Regions from separate parts of the Ovis aries genome. Here region 2 is linked to region 1. Evidence: chromatin contacts called from public Hi-C data. All regions are on one chromosome and are shown on one strand. The core of a region is the stretch at or near the end of the contact, and the rest is flanking DNA. Distances in the headings are between cores, read along the strand shown.

What was found. Hi-C and Micro-C count contacts between places; a contact is called where the count stands out from the background.
Region 2: a contact with region 1 is called in a Hi-C map of hypothalamus, with 2.6 times the contacts expected there. The contact joins the promoter of MRPS10 here to the promoter of TOMM6 in region 1. A contact is called at or near these places in 3 of 16 Hi-C or Micro-C datasets (blood, hypothalamus and liver).

The regions. Positions count from the first base shown.
Region 1 is chr20:15,632,170-15,637,407 of ARS-UI_Ramb_v3.0, forward strand. It overlaps TOMM6 (translocase of outer mitochondrial membrane 6), which reads left to right and starts at 2,589. Exons shown (of 3, transcript XM_042237283.2): 1 at 2,589-2,750; 2 at 3,287-3,392. The coding sequence starts at 2,623. The coding sequence ends at 3,383. It overlaps PRICKLE4 (prickle planar cell polarity protein 4), which reads left to right. Exons shown (of 7, transcript XM_042237280.2): 5 at 234-437; 6 at 1,003-1,207; 7 at 1,680-2,474. The coding sequence ends at 2,053. USP49 (ubiquitin specific peptidase 49) reads right to left here. Exons shown (of 7, transcript XM_060403180.1): 7 at 3,911-5,238.
Region 2 is chr20:15,964,239-15,969,476 of ARS-UI_Ramb_v3.0, forward strand. It overlaps MRPS10 (mitochondrial ribosomal protein S10), which reads right to left and starts at 3,027. Exons shown (of 7, transcript XM_060403635.1): 1 at 2,770-3,027; 2 at 188-261. The coding sequence starts at 2,875.

The DNA.
Region 1 (5,238 bases), core at 1,339-3,838:
ACTGTTGCAGAAGGGGATGGCTTTGGGGACTCCGAAGAGGAAAAGAGGTTTGGGGATTGAGTTTGGCAACATTCAGGAAAAAGGGAAACCAAATGTAGGGGTTCTTGGTGGAGCCTGCAGTGGAGGTGGGTTTGCCAGAGGTGTGGGAAGAACAGTTAGGTTGGGGTTGGGATGGAAGAGCCTGGAGACTGGCATATGCAGCCTGTGACCAGCCCAGCACCCACGCCCCGCAGTGCAGGGAGCCGCTGAGGCCAGGGGAGTACGGAGTGTTCACAGCTCGGGCAGGAGAGCGGCGCTGCTGGCACCGGGCTTGCTTTGCCTGCCAGGCCTGTGGCCAGGCCCTGATCAACCTCATCTACTTCTACCACGATGGGCGTCTTTACTGTGGCCGTCATCACGCAGAGCTGTTGCGGCCGCGCTGCCCGGCTTGTGACCAGGTACAACCTTGAAGGGAGGGGCTGGAGGGGGTCTGCCCAGGGTTGAGTGGCAGGGTGCAAAGGGACGCCTCTTTCAGTACCACGGAGTGGGGTACAGAGAACTGGAAATCAGTCTGGGACTTCTGTATTCACCTTGCTCTGACTTTTGAGCTCTGGGTACCTGGGGCCCGTTGCCTTTGTGCCCTTCCCCACCGTAAGCAGAGTCCCCCCAATTTTCATGGACTCAATTTCTCCAGAGCAGGGACTCTAGGACAGACGATCATCTCAGTATGCTAGTGCTGTTCCTGCTCCAGCGAGGAACTCGTTCAGTGTCTGCACAAGAGGCAGTATGGAAACCTGGAATGGGCGTCCAGGCGACCCGGGTCGCACTTCTTCAGGATGTGCCACCTGCTAGCTGGGGGATCCTGGCTAATCCAATCAGCCCTCCCCGCGTCTGAGAGTGTTTGAGTAGATCAAATGGGAATGTCTGTAGACGTGCTTCAGCGTCAACTGGGTATAAGGCGTGGTTATTGGATGAATGAATGAGTGAATGAATGAATGAACCGTCCCCCTCTCCCTCTCTCAGCTGATTTTCTCCCAGCGCTGCACCGAGGCCGAGGGACAGCGCTGGCACGAAAATCACTTCTGCTGCCAGGACTGCGCCGGGCCCTTGGGCGGGGGACGTTATGCCCTGCCGGGGGGCGGCCCCTGCTGCCCCAGCTGCTTTGAGCGTCGCTATTCGGATGCGGGTTCGAGTCCGGCCCCGACACTGGAAAGCAGGGCGTCCCCGGGTAAGGGAGGAGAAGGTTAAGATCAAAGGGGAAGGGGGCAGCGGCTCGGGCTGGGCTGAGGGGGGTGGTTCTCCCGGGCTGGGACCCTCACCCCGGTCCCACGCCGTCCCGCCCCTCCAGCAGCGCCCCCGCCCCGCCCCCCGCCCCCCCAGACCCGAGCTTCGGGGCCCGCAGCTCTCACCGCGCGTCCCTGGCCGGCGCGCTCCGAGGGCCTCCAGAACCCACCCCGCGCCGCCGTTGGGGCTGCGGCGCGGGACTCGCTCCTGGGCTGGGGCCGCGGCCGCCCTCTGCTGGGCGGAGGCGGGGAGGGGCGGGAGCCTGGAGCGGACCCACGGCGGCGGCGCGCACGGCTCGGGGCGGAGCGGGAGGTTGGGCCCGGACTGGGACTGGCTTCTGGCCGCTGCCCCGCCCGAATCTGGGAGAAAGAGACTCGCGGCTCTGAGATGGGCGTTTCTGACCCCGCCCGGAACAGGAGAGGAGGGGCTCTGCAGAGTTGGAGACCGGGACTGCGCCCAGCCGAATGCTGCGACCATCTCCCGGGCAACCCTTCTCGCCACTGCCGTCAGCTCTAGTCTGGAAACCCGGATTGGGATTCTTGGATCCAGCGCGGAGCAGGAGTATCGAACTGGAGACCAGACGGAGGCACGCCAAGGGCAAGCGCAGGGCCGCCTAGAGACGCCCCTTGATCCCAAGAAGGACGCTCCCTGCCCCACCTGCTCCTCTTCCTCTGAATCGGAACCCGAAGGCTTTTTCTTAGGCCATCGCCTTCCTCGGCCCTGGGAGACCCCGGCCCCTCTCCGAACTGGGGACAGCGACACCTCCAGGAGGCACTGTACCATTTGCTAGTGGCGCAGCCTGGAGAAAGGGGAATTGGGGGGTTGCGATATGTAAGGCGAGAGAGCGAGGCTCTCTTACCCCTCTAAGTCCTAGACTGAATCAGGACCACGTCTGGGGAGGGGCGGCGAGATGACAGGTTTGACTGCCTCCTTTCAGCCCGCGCACTTTATGACTCTTCCTGGAGACTTGGAGAAGCCCATTCCTCAAAGCTACGCATCCCCCGCTGAGTGCCCCTGCCCCACACCCACAGGCCGGGCGGCCCCATCCCCAGCGTTCTCCTCCCGAACCAATGAAGTTGGTTCGGAGAACACCTGGACTGTGAGCCGGTGCGCCGGCCGAAGGCCAGGACGGAGCTGGAAGTGGAACCCGACCAGGGAGACTGGAGCACGGCGGCGCTCCACCCCTGGCCGAGGTGGCGGACGCGCACCCGGGAAGTTCTGCAGGCGCCTGTCGATGCGCGAGCCGCTGTGCCCTCTGTTGGCCAGTGGCCCGCGGAAGTGTGAGGCCGGAAGTTGCGTAATCTGTCGGCGCCCGCCCGGTGCGTGGCGAGCGTTCGTACAGAGCGCTGAGGTGCTGCTATGGCTTCCAGTGGGGCCGGCGTGACCGCTGCGGGCTCAGCAAATGAAGCTCCCGAAATTCCAGACAACGTGGGGGACTGGCTTCGGGGCGTCTACCGCTTCGCCACCGACAGGAATGACTTCCGGAGGTAACCGAGGCCCGGGGGCTCGGTCCCTCTCCGGCCCTTCGCGCGCGTTATGCGTACCCCCTGGATTTCCCTTCCTTGAACTGGTTCCTCCAGATTTTTTTACATCACCCACATCTTGGCCTCTTTGTGGCTCTGGCTGTGCTTTGCTGAGGTCCTTGATCGGGAGGATTTCCGTGCTGCCGAAGCGCTCTTTTCAGTCACCAGGCTCTGTCTAGAGAAGCTATGCTCACGGGGACCCTGGGGGAGGGGGCTGCAACAAACAGGCTTTTTGGCTCTGGACAAGTGCTTAATTGGCCTTTGCGTTTGACCCTGCTCTCATTAGACGTAGAAACGAACCTTAAATAACCATGTGGTCTTGGGCAACCTATTATGTACCGATCAGTGCTCATGCGATTCTGAAGTGCTTCTGCCTCAGGAGGGGACGGCTTCCTCCAGTGTGTGATTATGGGAACCGGCCCCCCCCCCCACAAGTCTCTCGTTAACCAGACACGTGACTCAGTGACCACAGGGTTAATAGGATGCGTTCCTTTTTCCAGGAACTTGATTCTCAATTTGGGACTCTTTGCTGCTGGAGTTTGGCTGGCCAGAAATTTGAGTGACATTGACCTAATGGCACCTCAGCCTGGGGTCTAGCCTGTGTAGGTAAGCACTAACCACTGTTCTTTCAGAAGTCCTAGAGGCTGGGAGAAGAAATAACTTAGATCACCTGTTCACAGACTAATAGGAAAGAGACTTGACAAAAGACCCTTGGCTGTTCCTAGTTAGATAAGTTTCCAGATGTTGCAAGGGATTTAGCAATTTTTACTCCAGTAATTTTACCTTTCTAATGCCACCTGTTGTCTGATTGCAGACACATGGAATCCCTGTGCTGTACTCGACCCCTTCAAAAACAGCCTCCAATCTGTGACCATCACCAGACTTGCCCTGATGGCGGCTGAAGTTTGTCAGATGGCACCTTCCCTTCCCTGCCCGACTTCCTTTTCTTTGCCGAGTCCACTCAGGACACCCTTCTCTGCTCAACAGGCAGGCTTCAGCTAAAGTATTGTCTTCTGTTCTGTAAAATGCTGTACATAGTTCCTAAGTTTCTGCAGGGGCTGATCTTGGCTCTTGTCCTGAGGAATAATCTAATGGTATTTTAACAAATAAAGCGTGTACACAAAGATATTTTATTCTTTTAATAAGAAAACTTCAGCTTACAAAAACAAGGTGTAAAAAGTCAAGATTTACAAAAATCATAAAAACATGATTTATATTTCACACTCGAGAGAGACAGGAACAAGTCCCAAACATGGATTTTAACAGATGGTTTGTTTCATAGTAAAAGAAAAAAAGAAATGGAAACTGTAGCCACCATACAGTGATGTTAGCATAGGTAATAGCTTATTCTTGAGGAATTTCCATTTTTGAGCAGTACTATGGGAAGAAGCCATTTGGTGTTGCATAGCATTTTAGTGCACCAGGTGGGTTTTCCAGGCACCAGGGAGGCATTGTTGCTATAATACAGTGGGATTCGAGGGCAGTAATGTGCAGGTGGAGGCAAGGTGTGAGTAAGCCTGGGCAGTGGGCTCTGAAGCAGCACTGCTTGAGGAAGCTGCTTCCTTCACAAAGTAAGAGATATTTTCTGACCCTAAAATTCAGGGTAGTGCCACTGTCCAGGAGTTTGGGGTTCTTTGGAAATGGAGTATGTAAGGAACTGGCATGGAAAGAATGATGAAGGTGTGGACATACAGCCAGGCTCCCCTTGGCAATTTTTTCTAGTTGATTTGCTCTACTAGGTGTTTAAAAAATATACATACTACTTTTTTGTGCCAAGTCTCTGTAACTGGTATGGGATTAAAGGATAAGAATTGGGAAGGAGGGTCAGTATAAATACACCACAGTGGCCTAATTTTAAGTTAGGCGTTATCTCTAGCAGTCTGTTCACTAAAGGTAAATAGAATAAAATGGTCCCTCCTTGACCCTGCTGGCATAAATCTGGCTAAGAAAGCTGTTAGAGACTTAGGTTTTTTATATGTTAAAGAAAAGCACCATTTTCTTAATGAGCTCTAATCAGGGAGGTCCCAGCTATTAGGAGGAAGGAGTTTGAGCCTGTATGAATTGAGGCCTGTGGCTGGCTTAACATGATGTCAGGATCCTTTTAAGAATCTACATAGTGATCACAGATGCTCTGGCAAGTTTGTATCTTACTAGGCTGTTAAGATGAGGAAAAGTAACATACATTAAGTAAGGCTTGGGTTTGAAGCTATCACCCCCCAAATGGTGACCAGGAAGGAAACTTTCAAGCCCCGTCAGCCTGTATCAGACCACTGCTAAGCCTAGAAATACCAGCACCTGTTGTTCTTTATAGCAGTGAAACTTACATCCTTGAAGTCTGCTACCTGAGCTACTCATAACTGTGAAAAGTTCTATTTGATAGCAATTTTCAAAGGTAAAATTCAAAACATGGCCAAAATTAAAGACATGGCAGCTTCCAAAAGTGTAATTCAAG
Region 2 (5,238 bases), core at 1,777-4,276, 330 kb after region 1:
TGTTTCCATTAAAACCCAAAAGAATGCTTCAAACAACAGGTTTTCTCTTTATTTTAGATGAAGATATTGGGGTAACTGGGGCTTCCCAAATAGCGTAATGCAAAGAGTCCACCTGCCAATGCAGGAGATCCTTGGGTCGGGAAAATCCCCTGGAAAAGGAAATAACAACCCACTTAAATATTCTTGCCTGGAAAATCCCATGGACAGAGGAGTCTGGCGGCCTACAGTTCATGAGGTGACAAAAGAGACACGACATAGGAACTAAACAAACAAAACAAACAATTAGGGTAACTAAACTGTCAAATTAGGCTTCATTAAGAAAAAAAATAGATGACAATAGTTGATAACAGAGCTGATAATCAAAAAGGACTCTCAAAATACCACAGGCTATATCTTTTAAAGCTCAGGAGCAGGAATTTTTTAAAAACAAGCAATTCTCAAGTGAATAGCTATGAATTACATATGTGGATATTAAGGAAGAAAACATGTGACTTCATTTGACCATTATTTTTTACAGACTAAATGTATTTCAATATAATACATATTTTACTTAAATATTTTTGAGCATTAAGAAAAAATGTCTTTATAATTTATTGGGCTGGAATAAGAATTCTAACAGAGAAGCCTGGTAGGCTGCAGTCCATGGGGTCACTAAGAGTTGGATATGACTGAGCGACTTCACTTTCACTTTTCACTTTCACGCACTGGAGAAGGAATGGCAACCCACTGCAGTGTTCTTGCCTGGAGAATCCCAGGGACGGGGGAGCCTGGTGGGCTGCTGTCTATGGGGTCACACAGAGTCAGACACGACTGAATGACTTAGCATCTTAGCATCAAGAATTCTAAAGTACTCTTGAAGCTTTCATCCTTTTCCAGCATATTTATTTCTTGCTTTGGCTGGGATAACTAGCTTATAAGTAACTAGCTATAACAACTAGCTTATAAATAAACTGAAATACACATTGGAATTTACACCCATCTTCTATCACTACTGTGCCTCATACTGCAACAATCCAGCCTTCCCAAATCCTTTATTATCAGCTCCCCCTGGTGGAACAAAACTTCCGGTTGTAGGACATCTTATCTTACTGTATGTAACACATAATCTGACACTTGCCTTTTTTTTTCCCCTAAGCTTTCCTGAGATTTAAAAGTGCAACCTGAGAAACTGGAAGCTTAACAGATCCTTAAAAACACTTCAAAGTTGAGAATACCAGTTTAGTACAAACAAAATTAAAACAATGGAGGGTCACCTAAGTTGTTAAGAATGCCTATTTGTAGCTGTCTTTACCGAACAAGGAGGCAAATCAAAACTTTCATAGTCTCCCTTGGATAAAGGGGGAAAAACAAAACAGGAAATCAAGCACAATACCACAAGCTGGTAAGAGGTACAGGCCTTTCTGCACACATACTCACAGAGAAAACTGCCTCCCATGTCTGTGGGCCAATAAGCCCACAATCCAGTTGTGCTGAAGGACCACAGGTCTAAGGAATATGACACTTCTGTTCTTAAAATCTCAAGCCTAAACTGCTATTACATCCACAAATGAACCTTAAGAAGTTCTTACCTTTTCTTTCCTTTCTGTTTCTGAGGGAGTGGAGACTCTGCTCTGAGTAAATGTGTCTTAAAAATAATTCAAAATTTCAACCTCTAACGCTACCTGACTTAAGGACAGTGGTTCTCAAAGTGTGGTCTAAGAACCTCTGAGGGACTTCTGAGACACTTTGAGAGGCAGCTCCCGAGGCTAAACTTATTTTTTATAATAACAGTAAGATGGTATTTTCAACTTTTCCACTCTAGTCTCGCACCAAAGTACAGTGAAGTTTTCCAGAGACTGTATGACCTCTGACATAGTAAGAGACTGCAGAAGCAGCTAGAGAAGCTGTTTTCTACTAAGCCAGACATTAAAGAGGTTTGCAAAAACATAAAACATGCCACTCCTCTCTCTCAATTTGTTTTGGAAAACCTAGTTGCTTTTCATAAAATTGCTAATTATGTTAACATATAATGAGTTTTAGTATTTTTAATTAAGGATTTTTAAGATTCTAGGTTGTATTTTCTAATAAGCTAAAAAATCGATAGCTTAAAAAACACAAAACTCAAAGCTCTTTGGAGTCCTTAACTATTTAAAAAAAGAAAACACTTTCTATTGTATGGGGTGTAGCCGATTAACAATGTTGTGACAGTTCAGGTAACACTGAAGGGACGCAGCTATATACATTAGGAGAGAATGTATCCATTCTCCTGAAGAGTAGAGGAGCGCTGAAGCCAAATAAGAACCGCTGCTTGAATTTTTTGCTTTTTCTCCAAAAAACCCAGCAGAGGATACTTAGCCCACTCCTCTGACTTCAGCGACTGTCATTTGAGTCTCAGAAACCTGGGTATCAGGAAGGTATCTCAATCTGATTCCGTGAGAAGCGTCTAAACTCTCAAGCTACCAAATTTTCGCGAGGTGTAGCTTCCCGACTTCTCTGAGCCTATTTCGCAAACGTGAAAGGCGGGGTCTGCAACATTTGTTGTCCAATATCCTTTCCACTTCTGATAGTCTACTCTTCTTCTCGTTCCTGTCTTTGCCCTGACTCATTAACTTCTGTTTTATCCTGAGAGAATTAGAGATAAAATCAGCCCTTTTCTCGCCACCTTCTTCCAAACAGCGGGTCAAGGTGCGAAATAAATATCGCGGAAGATGGGAAGAATGACAAGTGGCAATCAGACGTAATGGTAACTGTCCCTGTTAGGCCGCCTAATCCGCGTAGCGCGCTCCTTACCTGCCAGAGACGCCGGCCCAGGGCCCCAAACACAGCTCGCGCCGCCATCTTGCCGTTCCTGCTCCCCCGGATTGCCTCCGGGGTCACAGAAGCGTCCTCTGACCATAGAGTTCCGCAGAAGGAGAGAGTGTATCCTTGTGTTCCGGCACAGGAACAACCATAGAGACGTGGTTCCACGCTCTCTTAGAGTGAACACAGCCGGCTTCCTTCAGGTCCTAACCTGGCCCGTCCGCCTTTTTATAGCTTCAGCTTGTATCTAGGTAGTTAGCGACTTCCGTCAGCGCTTTCCTCTTGAAATCATTTGTGCTTTGCAGTTCCTGTTTTGTTGGAGGTAAACATAACCACACGCTTGGAACAAATATAACTAATGTATTGACAGTGGTTATCTCTGAGTTGATGGTTGATTGATAGTTGATTTTTCTATTATAACGGAGCAAAGTGCCTGTGGCTCGCAAAAAAAACCCAGACTGACAGTGGGAGTTTGCAGGGAGTAAGGATTTATTGCAGAGCGCCAGGCAAGGGAGCATGAGCCAAGCCTCAGATCCACTCCATGTTTGTCTTTGAGTTAGGGTTTTCTTGTCTGTTTGTTTTTTAAAATAACCAAGAGGCTAGGTTTAATCGTCTTTTGAGTCATAGTTTTGAGAGTCAGAATGTCTCTGGTTTAGGATTCAGGTGGTCCACGATTTGGGGTCTGATACTCACCTTGCCCTGGAGAAACAATCTGCGTTTGTAACTTAGAGGTGAGAGTTGTAACAGCGATAGCCTTGGCAGGCTGCCCAGTGTCCTTTTCAGAATCAAGCTCCCTCTTTCAGTTGTGACATTCAAAGTTGGCTGGTCCCTCTTAGCCAGTGGAGTTTTCCTAGAGCTCTCCAACTCTTGCTGCTTCTAAAGCATCAGTCTCTCTTCTGGGATGGCTCCTCAACCTGCCTCTGCTGCCTTGAACAAGCTGAGTGAAGGTTCTGCAGCAGCTGATGATGGTGACATTACAGCCTGCAAACAACATTTCCCTATGTTACCTAACTGGATCCTCACAAGATGACGTACATTTTACCCGAATTTAATAAGTGAGGAAACTGAGGCTCAGAGATGAAATGACTCAGAGTCATGTGGTGAATTAGTTACAGCTGAACCAATAACCAGCTTCAACATCCTAGTTCAATGCCTTTCCCACCGCTGCGGCACCCCTGGAGTTGACTCTGTGACAAAGTCCAGTTCTACTTAAGTCTCTAGGATGTGAGGCATAGAGGTCCCTGCTTCCCTGTGCTCCTGCAAGGAAGGAGTTTATTTTTTATTTTTAAAGACTGAGATGGCCTTTCCTACTCCTGAAACTGGAAACGTGGCCTCAAAACAGCCTTGGGAACTGGATGCCCTCTCCACCCCTCTGGCCAAATATGGTCTCTTTATGGATGGCCTTTGCTTACAAATTGTGTCTGCTCCCTCAGATTTCCGCCTTGCACATGACTGCTGCTTGCCGCTTTGGCTCACCAAGTTTCTCCATTCATACTCTAAAATGTGGGAATTGGATTTGGCCCCCTTGTTTTCCAGGGCTAAACTGTGTCATCAAACAGACTGTGGCCCTAATAACTTTTGGTCAGGTGCCAGCCCTGTACCAATTAGCTGGGGGCAATGTGGGAGTCATTGTGTGGGGCCATCTGGGGTTTTGCCAACAGTGGGGTTGTGGACAGGGTCTTTTGGTATGGTGTGTGGGCATAGACAGTGCAGGGTTTTTGTTTTGACACATTAAAGTTCTTAGTTTATTAGCATGGACAGTGTTCTGAAGCTCGGCCAGTCCATTATAGGTCTCTTCCCTATGGTGGCTCAGATGGTAAAGCGTCTGTCTACAATGTGGGAGACCTGGGTTTGATCCCTGGGTCGGGAAGATTCCCTGGAGAAGGAAATGGTAACCCACTCCAGTACTCTTGCCTAGAAAATCCCATGGACGGAGGAGCCTGGTGCAGGCTACCGTCCATGGGGTCGCAGAGTCGGACACAACTGAGCGAGTTCACACTTTCACTTTTCCTATGAATTAACCCTTCAAACCTCTGAACTAGTGTAAATGAACAGGAGATCAAGTGATTCTAGATGGTTGATGCAAGTCTACCTTGCTTTATATCCAGGAAAAATAAGTGTGTGCATCAAATAGTTCTAAGTTAAATCATACTTTGATTACACTGGTTGTTCTGTTTTAAAAGGCAGCCCTTCTCCCCTGATTGTGCTGGTTTCATGGTTATACACTTATCTCCAAACTTATCAGGTTGTACACAATAAATATAGCATTTATGTGTCAAACATGCCTTTAAATAAAGTGGTTGGGAAAAGAAGAAATATCAAGACCGTCAAAATTACAGAAGCAGAGGAAATAATGACCCCAAACAGCCCAAAGAGAGATCCATGTTGTATGTTAAGGATGTGTGTGCTGCAGTGTAGATCAAGCATATATGACTGCTTGGCCTTTACACTCAAACAGAA